Regions from separate parts of the Danio rerio genome. Here region 1 is linked to region 2. A link is a contact called in public Micro-C data. All regions are on one chromosome and are shown on one strand. The core of a region is the stretch at or near the end of the contact, and the rest is flanking DNA. Distances in the headings are between cores, read along the strand shown. Region 1 overlaps cd101 (CD101 molecule). Region 2 holds the start of ptgfrna (prostaglandin F2 receptor inhibitor a).

Region 1 (5,860 bases), core at 826-3,325, 60 kb before region 2:
ATTTTTTTAAAAAAACCTTTGTTTTTAATACTATGCATGTTTTGCTGATATTTGTCAGCTTTGTGATGGTTTGTGAGTATCATGTTTGATTTAAACTGCTCCGGTGTCCTGACATTCTTTCGTTCCCATCAGATGATGCTTCAACACTATTGGAATGGTTCTGTGGTTGGGGTTATGAATTAGGTAGGAAAGCTATATTACAGCTTCATATCACATTACTCCACGTTAACATACACTGATAGCCAAATCTGATGGGTACATACATTGTGTCATCCAAATGAGTTGCCTACTTTTTACATGGGAGGTAGGACAATCTGACATGTTTAAACAAATCGACACCGGTTTTGCATGAATGAATGGACAATCTTGCTGTGGGAGCCACTTTCACCACAAGAGGGCGACATCAATCCACACACACAATACAAATGCAAGATGAAGCAAAATCTGACAGAAGCATTTTTGTGAAAAGCAAATACGATTTCTAAATGCCTTCTCTGCACACTAAACTCAGCAGAGAGCATTTCAACAAAAATGTAAGCGGGGAAATGCAGAAAAGCTACAAAAATAACTTGTGCGACTGAAAATAATCTGCAGTTTCTTTCCAGCATATTAGTAAATATATAGTTATTACAACTTTATTTAGTTTTTTTCCCCACCATATAAGTGAATATAGATGTTGCAACTTTATTTAGGTGTGATAGTAATATATAGTAATACAAAAAATAGACTGAAATCATAAACCAAAAAAAGTAGCAGAAATTAGCACTCTTTAAATTAAAATTATCTCCCAAAAATCTAAAATGTCTTCAAATTGTATTCAAGTTTGTACTGTTTGGTGAAGCTTTAAATTACTGTACAGTATTAACCAACATAAAAATATACCATAGTAATATAGTAATATACCCAATACTGTAATGTTTTGGAGCCATACTGTAGTAGTATACAATCTGTTGTGGTGATTCTACAGTTGCTATGGTAACACAACAACTATAGAAATTAATCTGTTTTGGTCATTCCATAGTTACTAAGGCAATACTACATTTTACAGTATTTAATCTGTTGCGGTGATTCTACAGTTGCTATGGTAACACAACAACTATAGCAATTAATATGTTGTGGCGATTGTACAGTTGCTATGGTAACTCAGCAACTATAAAAATTCATTTGTTGCGGTCATTCCATGGTTACTATGGTAACAAAACAAATACAATCAATCTGTTGTTGTGATTCTACAGTTGCTATGGTAACAAAACTACAGCAATATAATCAAATGAGCCAATACTGTAGTTTAGATAAACTCTAGTGTATATTATACTACACTACACCACAGTTTACTGTAGTAAAAACTAAAGTATAGTACAGTGTTTATCAGTTCATTATAGTTAATATTACAGAGTGGTGGAGCATTCATTAATTAAGTGTACAACACACTTTACTGTAGCACAGTTTCAAAACACTATACGTTTTTATCATGTAATTAAACTTAATTAAATGCTATTTTTTGATGATCAGAAATAGAATAGTTCCCGTGAAATGCTTTGAAATGCACATTTTTTTATTAAATGTTTGACGTAATCTCCACTAAAACATGGAGAGGGTGGGGCATAGAGTAGCTCCTCCCCTTAAAAAAAAAAACAGTCTCACAGCTTTGCCAATGAGAGTGTTTGAGCTCAAGTGGATCAAATGAACAGCCAATGAGAAGAAGGGGGCAGGGCATGTCAGCCACTAGAGCGCATTTGATTGGTCAGAACATTTCATGACAAACTGAAGTGTCAACAAAATGTCATCACATACAAAGCACACATATAAAGGCAGATATATAATAAACCCTATTGAAGCTTTCCTGTATAACTTACACTAGACTATCTGCATCTTCAGGGTCTAGACTAGTGGTTAATAGTGTCAGACAGTCATGCAATGTGTTTATGCAATGAAATGCGTTTCCTCTGATTGCGCGGTCTGCTCAACACACTTGAGCAATAAAAAAAGCCACAAGCGCTGAATGAGGATTGTTGAGCAGATCTGCTCATCGTCTGATCTTCCTGTCTACCATGGAAATGACTATCAGCATGAGTCAGTGACCGCAGCTGCTGTGCTGTTACCCTTAAAGGCGCCTATTATGCAAAATTCAGTCAGCAGTGTGTCAATACATCCAGTATTCATTTTTTATAATAGACTTGATGAGTGAAACACTTTGATTGACATTCTCACTTTGTACGTGTCATCAGAGGGGGAAAGCTCCGCCCACTAGTGCCCATCTCTCCATCTCATTAGCATGTCCAGCAGGCCTGAGTGAGAAGCAGCCGTCTGTCCATTAGCCATTAGAGTGTTTGAGCTGCTGAAGATGATGTCAGCATAGACTAAGAGCATTATAGATGTGGAGCTTTAGATGAACAGCGACAGGAGCGACATAGACTGACAGAAGCATCAACACACACTCACACTGAAGCGCACACACACACCTGACCAGCACTCACAACACACACACTGCTGTTTTACATCCGTCTGTAGCTCCGCCCTCTTCTGAATAGAGCACAATCTCATTTGCATTTAAAGCGACAGTCACCAAAACACCCCAATTAGGATCAAAGCCTGAAAGGGTCAGTTTCAGAGAGCTGGAGAACACTACCTGTGTGATATTATCAACTCAAACACACACACACACACTCTAGACACAGCAGAGACGCAGCATGTAAAAAAGAGGCAGAATAGGTGAAGCTAGCGTAAAGAGAGACATGGACTATCAATTTCATTCACTTTAATGGAAAATAAAGCATCTGAATGAGTTTATAAACTGCAGAATCACATTCTGAATGTTATTATATGATACAGCTGTAAACAATCATTTAATCAAGCGCAAACATGTCTGTGGACAGCAGAGAGAAATAAAGTCAACTGACACTATCATTCATCAGTAAAATACATGCTTTAATAAGAGAGGAAATGCTTCTCATATGTCTGCCATCACTAATGCATTTCACCAACCCAAGCTCATTCTGGAAAGGTAGCCCTGCAGACGTTTCTGGAGACTGCCATTTATGTGGCCGGAGTTACGTATGGCTGCATTTCGGTATTTCAAGGGAAATAACTCTTACGCTCGCCGGTAGAGGGCTTACCTCCTCCGTGTGGAGGGCTTTTCCGCCGCATCCAGTTTGTCTGGTTAGCTTGTCGTGTTACGTCGGCTGAGCGGAGACCCGGAGAAGGAGGCGGCCGCGGCTTGTCAGGTAAGACAAAAAACAGAATCCAAAAAAAATAAAGTGAACAAGTTCATAACCAGAAGAGAATACTGTGAAATCCAAAAACAAGGTCAAAATTGGACGAGGGCTTTGCTTTTTCTGGGCGCCTTTTGTAAATCGTCGCTTGGGTTTAGGGAAGAAGGAGGAGGAGGGTGGCTGGGTCGCTCGATAGCGGCTTTTTAAGCGAAAACAGCGCGGGTGCAAATGACAACGATGATGGAAAACAAAAAACTGCACAAATATTTACCTCCCGTAAATATTACCTGTTTTGTTGTCTCCAGAAACGTCCACGGGGCTACGTTTCCAGGATGAGCCTGGGTTGCATTTCACACTTCACAATGTAGAAAAATAAGACATAAATCAAATAAAAAATAACAAGCTCATATGCGTAATGTATTTAGAGAGAAAGATTTAACACTGCAACACCACCTGTGTGCTATTTACAGCGAACTAATGTTTGCTTAGAGTATGAATCAGTGCCGACTCAGTCTCACAGCACTGTGTGCCTTTCTGATTCAGTGGCTAATTCATATTCATTTGTACAATATGCTTCTCCCCTTGGTCACGTGGGTTTCCCCAGGGTTCCTCGGTTTCCTATCACCGTCAAAAAACACAGCTTAAGTTAATTGACTAATCTAAATCAGCATCATAGACATGCTGCTAGTCAGTAGTCATCTCTTGAGAGCGATCACTTCATCAGTTCTCCAGATCTGCCTGAGCTCAAACTCCACTCTCGCCTTGCAAACAGGAGGGAGCCCAGGGCTCGAGGATCTCATGAGCTCAGGGCTCTCTCCCAGGACAGCATGCAAAACACGCTTTATAATCAATCATCAGCTGAGTGTGAACTCTTGAAACACAACTTTAAAAATTCAACTTTGGAAATGCAGAAGTTTCCATTTGGTGTGCAGTATAAAACTTAAACTCTCTCCTATCAGTCCTTCATACTCTCATCCAGCACCTCACGGTTTGTCACGGGGCATGAATGACATATTGCTGAATGAAGGTGAAACTGACGAACCACAGCTGAAGTAAAAAAATAATAATTCGAAACTGAGGACAGATTGGAGAACTTGGGGGATCATGAAAGAAACATGTAAGCAACTCATGTAAACACCTTAATCATATTATTGCCTTATTCAGATTAAGGTCAATAGTTTAATAACTGATGTTCTTGCAAACGTAGTCAGAGTCTTGTAGACACATTCAAAGTTGATAACTATTAGTAAAAATACTATCACAGTGCTGTGGCGGAGAGGCTAGGTGTGATTGTCTGCACATGAGCTGTCGCCCGGCACAGGGGAAAGAGGGTTGTTTTCAGCCCACAGACAGTCCTTCTTTTTCTTCAGCTCACAGTTCCTCTTGTGCTCGCGTCTCAACAACAATACAATGACCAGCACAAGAAAACAGATCAGAGGAACGGTGATTCCCATTGTTACTCCTAACGGGTCTGCTGACTGCTTTTCAGGATCATCTGAGAAAACAAATCACATGTTGGATCGTTACTTATTTAAGAAAAAGATTTGAAAAACAAAACACATTTATAGGGTCCTATCATACACCCAGCGCAATGAGGTGCAACATGTGTTTGACGCGATGTGTTGCTATATTCAGAGCAGTGGAACAGTATTTTTCATGTTTTGCGTCAATATGAGGGCTGATGGATGTGTTCAGTGGAGAGAGTTTCCACCGTTTCCTCACTCCACCAAAGTAAAGGAGTAAAGTAAAGGAGTAAAGTAAAGAGGCTGAATGGAGGAGGCTCGTTCTTTATCCTTTGCGCTGCAGATGCTCTGTTTAACTGTGTTCTCGCAAGTGAAGCGTTCAGTTTTTACACTTACAGAGTCGCCATGTAAATAATGCACCATGGAGCGATGCAACTGACTCTTAAAGGGAATGAGAGACTTGGTTTAATGCAGGTTATGCTCAAAACACAGCCAGAACTCATTAAGAGAATCAGCTCAACCCTGTTAGACCATACAAGTGGATCCAGTGCTTTTGCACCATGTGCTTTAGACTTTCCACATAGATCGTTAAAATACAGCCCAGAGTGTAAATGCACTGCAAAAAATGCTTTTATTTTATTTATTTATTTTCTTTACATTGAATCTTTGCCTTGTTTCTAGTGCAAATATCTAAAATTCTTAAATTAAGAAACATTTTCTAAACAAGCAAAAATATTGTCTTGTTTTAAGAAATCTTTCCTACGGCTTTCCTAGCCCCTGATTTTTCAGAGGTCACCACAGCCGAATAAACCGCCTATTCCAGCATATGTTTTACACAACAACAATAGTATCTGCATGCAGCCTTTATGATGCAAGCTGAGATTGCATCACTCAGCGATGCAATGTCAGACACAATGCACTCAAATGGAGCGAGTGACGTCACTGTGAGGGGTAGGGTAAGGGGTGGGGTTAGGTGAGCCCATTAAAAAGCATTGGATGCAGCTCAGATTGCACTGCACCAGTCTCACCACAACAGTTGCTCTTCTGCAACCCATCACCAGGAAAGTCTTAAAAAATAATGTGTCAAAATTAAGGTTTTCCTTAAAACTTACATTAGAAATATTAGAAGTATACTGTTGATCCTAGAGGTGTGAAGCTACACTGGTCTCACGGTTTGGTTCGGTT
Region 2 (5,909 bases), core at 1,215-3,714:
ATAAAGTGGCCAGTGAGTATATATTAGCTGTTTAATTTCACATACATGTTCCTACTGCTATATATTTGATTTTAAGTAGGTGAAAAGTCAGTTTAGGAATTTACACCGCAGGAAATGTGTTCTTGGGTTAAAACTATCCTAACAGACCAGTCAATCTACACATTTCTGTGTTGTTTAACTTGTATCAATGTTAAAAATCTGCATGTTTAAGCGTGCAAAATAAACTGCTGACAGCAAATTTGACTGAAGAATCTGAATAAATTTGAGGTTAACTTGACAAACAACTTGATTCTAATACAAAATCATAAAATAAACAACTCCAGGACGTTTCTAATAAAGAATCTATGTTAATCTAGATAAACTTTGGGTCAGGGGTGGATTAGGGATTTGGGGGCCCTAAGCAATTCCAGCCATGGGCCATTGGAACCAACAGTTCCCATACATGTTCCCTTCGTTCGTTCGTTCGTTCTATCCATCCATCTCTTATCTTACTTATTGGTTTCATCCGCCTCTGCTTTGGGTCAAACATGGATTTGGATGTTTATATGATGAATTTAGACACATTTAAAGACATCTGTTGGAGCACACTAGCTTATAGATATCTTTAAGACTAACAGACTGATACTGACACCTAAAAACACTTCATTTTAATATCACAGGCCCTTACATTTCAATTTTTAACCTTATGGTTGGGTTTGTCCATATTTGACCCATCTTTTGGGTTAGGACAAGCCTTTGACTTTCATGTAGTGTAGATTAAATTGCAGAAAAAAGAACTCAAAGCATGTTCGCTCAATTAACTTAAGCAATCAGATGAATGGGAAATCTAGAAGTTTACCATAAAGATTCAACGTATATCAAGCTAATCTGAAATAAATGTTGGGTTGTTTTAACTTAAATTTGGAGTTAATATTTTCAATAATAATTAAATGATTATTTTTAACCCAGTGGTTGGGTTTAGCCATAATTGACCCAATTCTTGGGTTCAGCCGTATTTGAATGGTTGGGTTTCAATCGTAATTGACCCAAGATTGGGTTACGATAAGATCTCTCAACTTTTAAGACAGAAGCGCACTCCCTGAATTGACTGAGTTCTGATTGACTTGAGAATAAACAAATATTTGTTTTAATTTGAATTAAAACAAAAACGTTTTTATTATGAAATTATAAAATAAAATGGCTCTGGCAGAAGTTTATAATGAAGATTCAATGTCTAGCAGAGAAAAGTCTAAATAAATAAATAAATAAATAAATTGGGCAGTAATTACCAAAGTTTGGTTAAAATGTTCAGTTTTTAACCCAATTGAGTTGATCACATTTGACCCAACTTCAGGTTACAACAACCTTTTGAATTTTCAGAGTGTAGAATATTTTGCTAAAGTCGAACTGAAAACTCACAACTTGAAGTGAAAAGAATTTGGATTATTTATAAATTGATTAAAAACTAAAGCTCATTTCTATTAAAAGTCAGAACATTAAACAACTCTATCAAGAGTTTACAATACAGATGCAATATATATTTGCTAAACTCTATAAAAAATTTTGTTGTTATAACCTAACATTGGGCTGACAGTTTTAATCAAAATTAAATGAAACTTTCCATATTTGACCCAACTTTGGCTTAGGACATGCCCTCTCAACTTTTAAATTGCTAAAGGAGAACTGAAAGAATAAATACTGAATTTTCTCGAATGAATTGAATTTGGACTGATTTCAGATGGAATTAAAACAAAAAGTCGTTTCAACAAAATTATGAAATTCATCATCTCTGGGAAGTTTACAATAAATATTCAAGCTAAATTCTAAAAAGAAAAGGTTGTTGCAAAGTTGTCTTGGTAAAATCTAAATTAAATGACTCCTTTAACCCAATGTTTGGGTTCGTCCATATTTGATCCAACTTTTAGTTACGACAAACTCTCAGTTTATTAGAGTAGATCAAAGAGCTGAAGCAGAACTGAAAGCAGTGAAGTGACTTCGAATTGATTTGAGTTTGAATTAAAACAAACACGACACGAAAACAAAAAACAACATAAAACAATAACACGAAACAAGAGCTTACAATAACAATACAATCTAACGTGTTTGTCGTATCCTGTAACGTTAATTAACACACAGAGTGTACTTTGACGCGCGTTAAATGAATCAAACTTACTTAAAATAACATTAGCGGGTGATTCTGGAGCCAAACACACACACTTACCGAGCCCGATAAACAGGAGCACAGCTCGCAGGAGTGCTTCATCCATGTCGTGATTTTCCCACGGGACGCTTTTGTGTTTCAGACCGGGAGCGGGAGCGTGAAATCCTCCGCTGAGCGCGGAAACCGGAGCCCGTCGGTGCTAAAGCTGAATGAAGTTTGGAGATCCGCGTTTAGTCCTTCAGTGTGTGTGTGAATGGCGGAGGATCTGCGCCTGCTGCCTCAAAAACTCACACACACTCGCTCACAAGGCTGGACTGGACTGGCATAGTCGTGTCCGGAAGTGTGTGTGTGTGTGTAGCTTGTATTCCTTATCAAATGTCCCCACAAGTATAGCAAAACCAGATAATTTAACCTTGTGAGGAAAATTGTTGTTCTCCATGAGGAAAAGGGCTTATAAATCAGACAGAACTAACTACTATGAAGGTGTAAAAGTTCAGATTATTTGCGGTGAGGGTTGAGTTTATGGGAGAGGAAATAACATATAGCCTATACAGTCTGTGCAATACAACAACCATTACGTCTATGGAAAGTCCCCATAAGGAAAGCTATACAAGTGTGTGTGTGTGTGCCTTGTATTTCTTACATCCTGGTAACCAAATGTCCCCATAAGTATAGCAAAACCAGTAAATTTGACCTTGTGGGTAAGCTTGTTGCTCTCTGTGAGGAAAACGTCTGTTATTGCGTGTATAGGAAGTCCCTATAAGGATAGTTGTGTTCTAATATCTATGTATGTGTGTTCTGTGATATCTACACAGTGTGTGTTCGCTGTTGGATGAGGGCGGGACGCGGCCCTGCTGCTCGCCGCAGGTGAAGAACCGGCTCCGGTACCGATTAGCGCAGAGTCGTGACGGTGCAGCAGTGAAACTCCAGCGCTAATTATCTCCCAGAATAACTGCAGCAGTCCGGAGAGACCCGAACACACACACACACACACACACACACACACACACACACACACGCACACACATTCCTATCCGCACATGCTCCCAGAACGGCGCAGAATTAATCATTTATGGCCAAAAAAATCGTCCTCATTAGCCTATCTGTCCTTTCATCTTTAGAGGAAGTCATTGTAGGATAGCTGCTAACACACACAAACACACACACTGAGACTGACACAAACACACATATAAATATACAAACGCGCACACAAACATGCATACACACATAATGACACACATTCATACTGACACATAAACAAACATGCATACACATATTAACACACATGCACAAACAAACATGACACACAAACACACATACAAATATACTGACATACACATTCTGACATAAACACTCAGGCACACCCACCCACCTGCACACACACAAATACACAAATACTGACACACACATACATACTGACACACATGCATAAACACAGACACACACAGACTGACACACACACAAACACGCATACAAACATACACCAATACACAATCGCACTGTCATACACAAACACACACTTACACGTGCATACACACACAAACAAACATACATATATATCGACACACACTCTGACATACACAAACAGACACACCCACCCACCTGCACACACACACAAATGCTGACTCACGCATACAAACACACACAGACAAATACACAATCATACAGACATGCACAAACACACTTACTAACACACGTACACAAATACACAAGCATGCAGACACACACTAACATACAGAGAGAACCAAATGGGGACATTAGGGGAACTGTACTGTATCTGCTGGAGTAACAGTGCTGGAGTGATATTGAACACCGGCTACTCTCTGTTCCCTTTGTTCCTGTACTGCAGCTTGTGTTTATAGTGAGCAGGTACTTTTCTCATAGTGACTCATCTGCATCACCTGACTTTTCAATTCCTCAGTGTGTGTGTGTGTGTGTGTGTGTGTCAGTATGTGTGGTATTTTCCAGAACCTTCCCTCTCTCTTCTCCTGTGCGGTGGAATATACAGATTTTTACCAAGGTGGCACGGTGGCTCAGTGGTTAGCATGTGTCCTCACAGCAAGAAGTTCATTGGTTCTAGCCTTGGCTGGGTCACTTGGTGTTTCTGTGTGGAGTTTGCATGTTCTCCCCAAGTTGGCGTGAGTTTCCTCTGGTTTCCCCCACAGTCCAAACACATGTGCTATAGGGGAACTGATCAACTACACTGGCCGTAGTGTATGAGTGTGTGTGTGCGTGTGTGTGTTTGTGTGTGTGGGGGTGTTTCCCAGCACTGGGTTACAGCTGGAGAGCATCCACTGCATAAAACAACATGTTTGTTTGTGTCAGTGTGATTGAACAAGCGCGTGTGTGTGTGTGTGTGTGTGTGTGTGCAGAGGTCGGGTGGTGACCTGGCTGTTGGATAGGGGTCAAAGGTCGCTGTTTACCTTTGTGTTAAGCACACTGAGCAACATTTGTGTTCAAGTCACTGCATGAGTGACTATTAATACTCGTTACAGCAGAGCATATGGTGGAAACTGAGTCACACTGCAGAGACCGACTGCGACACACGCACACACAAACACACACGCACATGCACACACACACACACACACACATATGCATCCGTGTACACACACAAATTAAGACACAAACACGCAAACACACACACACACAAATATATACATATACACAGATACACATTTACATGAATATACACTCAATTACAGAAAACACACACACACATACATAGACGCATATAAAAAGTGCACACTTACATTACACACAAATATACAATAAACACATACACACACTCACATGCAAACACACACACGTACACTACACAAACATGCATGAACACATACACACACATGCACACACACACACACACACACACACACACACACACACACGTTAAGATACAGTTAAACTCCTCCAGCTGTGCTGTATTGTGATCAACTCCTCCCAGTATAAGTACTTCAAGAACAAACACGACACACCCTGCAGACGTGCCTACACAACAATACAGGTGTGTGTGTGTGTGTGTGTGTGTGTGTTTGTGCGCGTGTGTGACTCTCTGTGGATATATTACAGCTCATTACCATATGCAAACAGTGACGTGACAGTGGGCTGTCAGATAAACTCATCATGCTGTCAAATATTCACATTCATTTCAGAAATTATTCATTAAAACTAGTGCCATACAGCGAAAATAAATATACCATACCAGGAATAATAAGAGTGCAGCACATATGAGTATACAGCAGGCCAGTCACACAATGCCTTCATTATCATCACCTTTAGTTTTATTATTTCTAGGATTATTATTACTGCTGTTTGTGCTGTTTGTGATCATTATTATGGTGATGATGTTCTCATGAATATCTCAAACAATCAGAGCAAAGCACAGACTGTCCATCGCACATGGGCTCATTAATATGCACACCCACGCTGCGTTTGATTGGCTACGACATTTCCTAGTGAGATTATGACTGTGATTGTTTTTCCTTCTTATTTCTAAGTTTAACTGTGTATTAAACTTACTATGCATGCGGGACTTTTATTTTGAAAACACGAGAGGCTCGACAAACACTAACAGAGCTGTGTGTATCATCGGTTTACAGCTCATCAGAATGCAAAATGTAGAATATGCATATTATAAATTAATTCAGAGGTTTAAAGTCTGGGCGTGTGGGTAACACAATCACCTCACAGCAAGAAGTTCTCTGGTTCAAGCCCCGGCTGGGTCAGTTGGTGTTTCTGTGTGGAGTTTGCATGTTCTCCCTGCGCTTGC

What was found. A called contact is a pair of places that touch in the nucleus more often than the background predicts.
Region 1: a contact with region 2 is called in a Micro-C map of caudal fin, with 5 times the contacts expected there. The contact joins the enhancer-like site here to the promoter of ptgfrna in region 2. A contact is called at or near these places in 4 of 18 Hi-C or Micro-C datasets (caudal fin, fibroblasts, hematopoietic stem cells and 1 more) and 1 of 4 datasets of contacts at active chromatin or transcription factors (caudal fin).

Annotation. Positions count from the first base shown.
Region 1 is chr9:506,461-512,320 of GRCz12tu, reverse strand. cd101 (CD101 molecule) reads right to left here. Exons shown (of 11, transcript XM_003199164.7): 11 at 2,744-4,707. The coding sequence ends at 4,493. Among named protein-coding and RNA genes, the nearest start is that of sacs2, 12 kb to the left of the region's middle. Within about 2 kb of position 2,075, at least 9 of the 62 cell types and tissues checked have an H3K27ac peak or open chromatin away from gene starts, as enhancers often do. A contact at or near this core is called in caudal fin, where this site is marked.
Region 2 is chr9:446,345-452,253 of GRCz12tu, reverse strand. It overlaps ptgfrna (prostaglandin F2 receptor inhibitor a), which reads right to left and starts at 2,464. Exons shown (of 8, transcript XM_009304396.5): 1 at 2,201-2,464. The coding sequence starts at 2,246.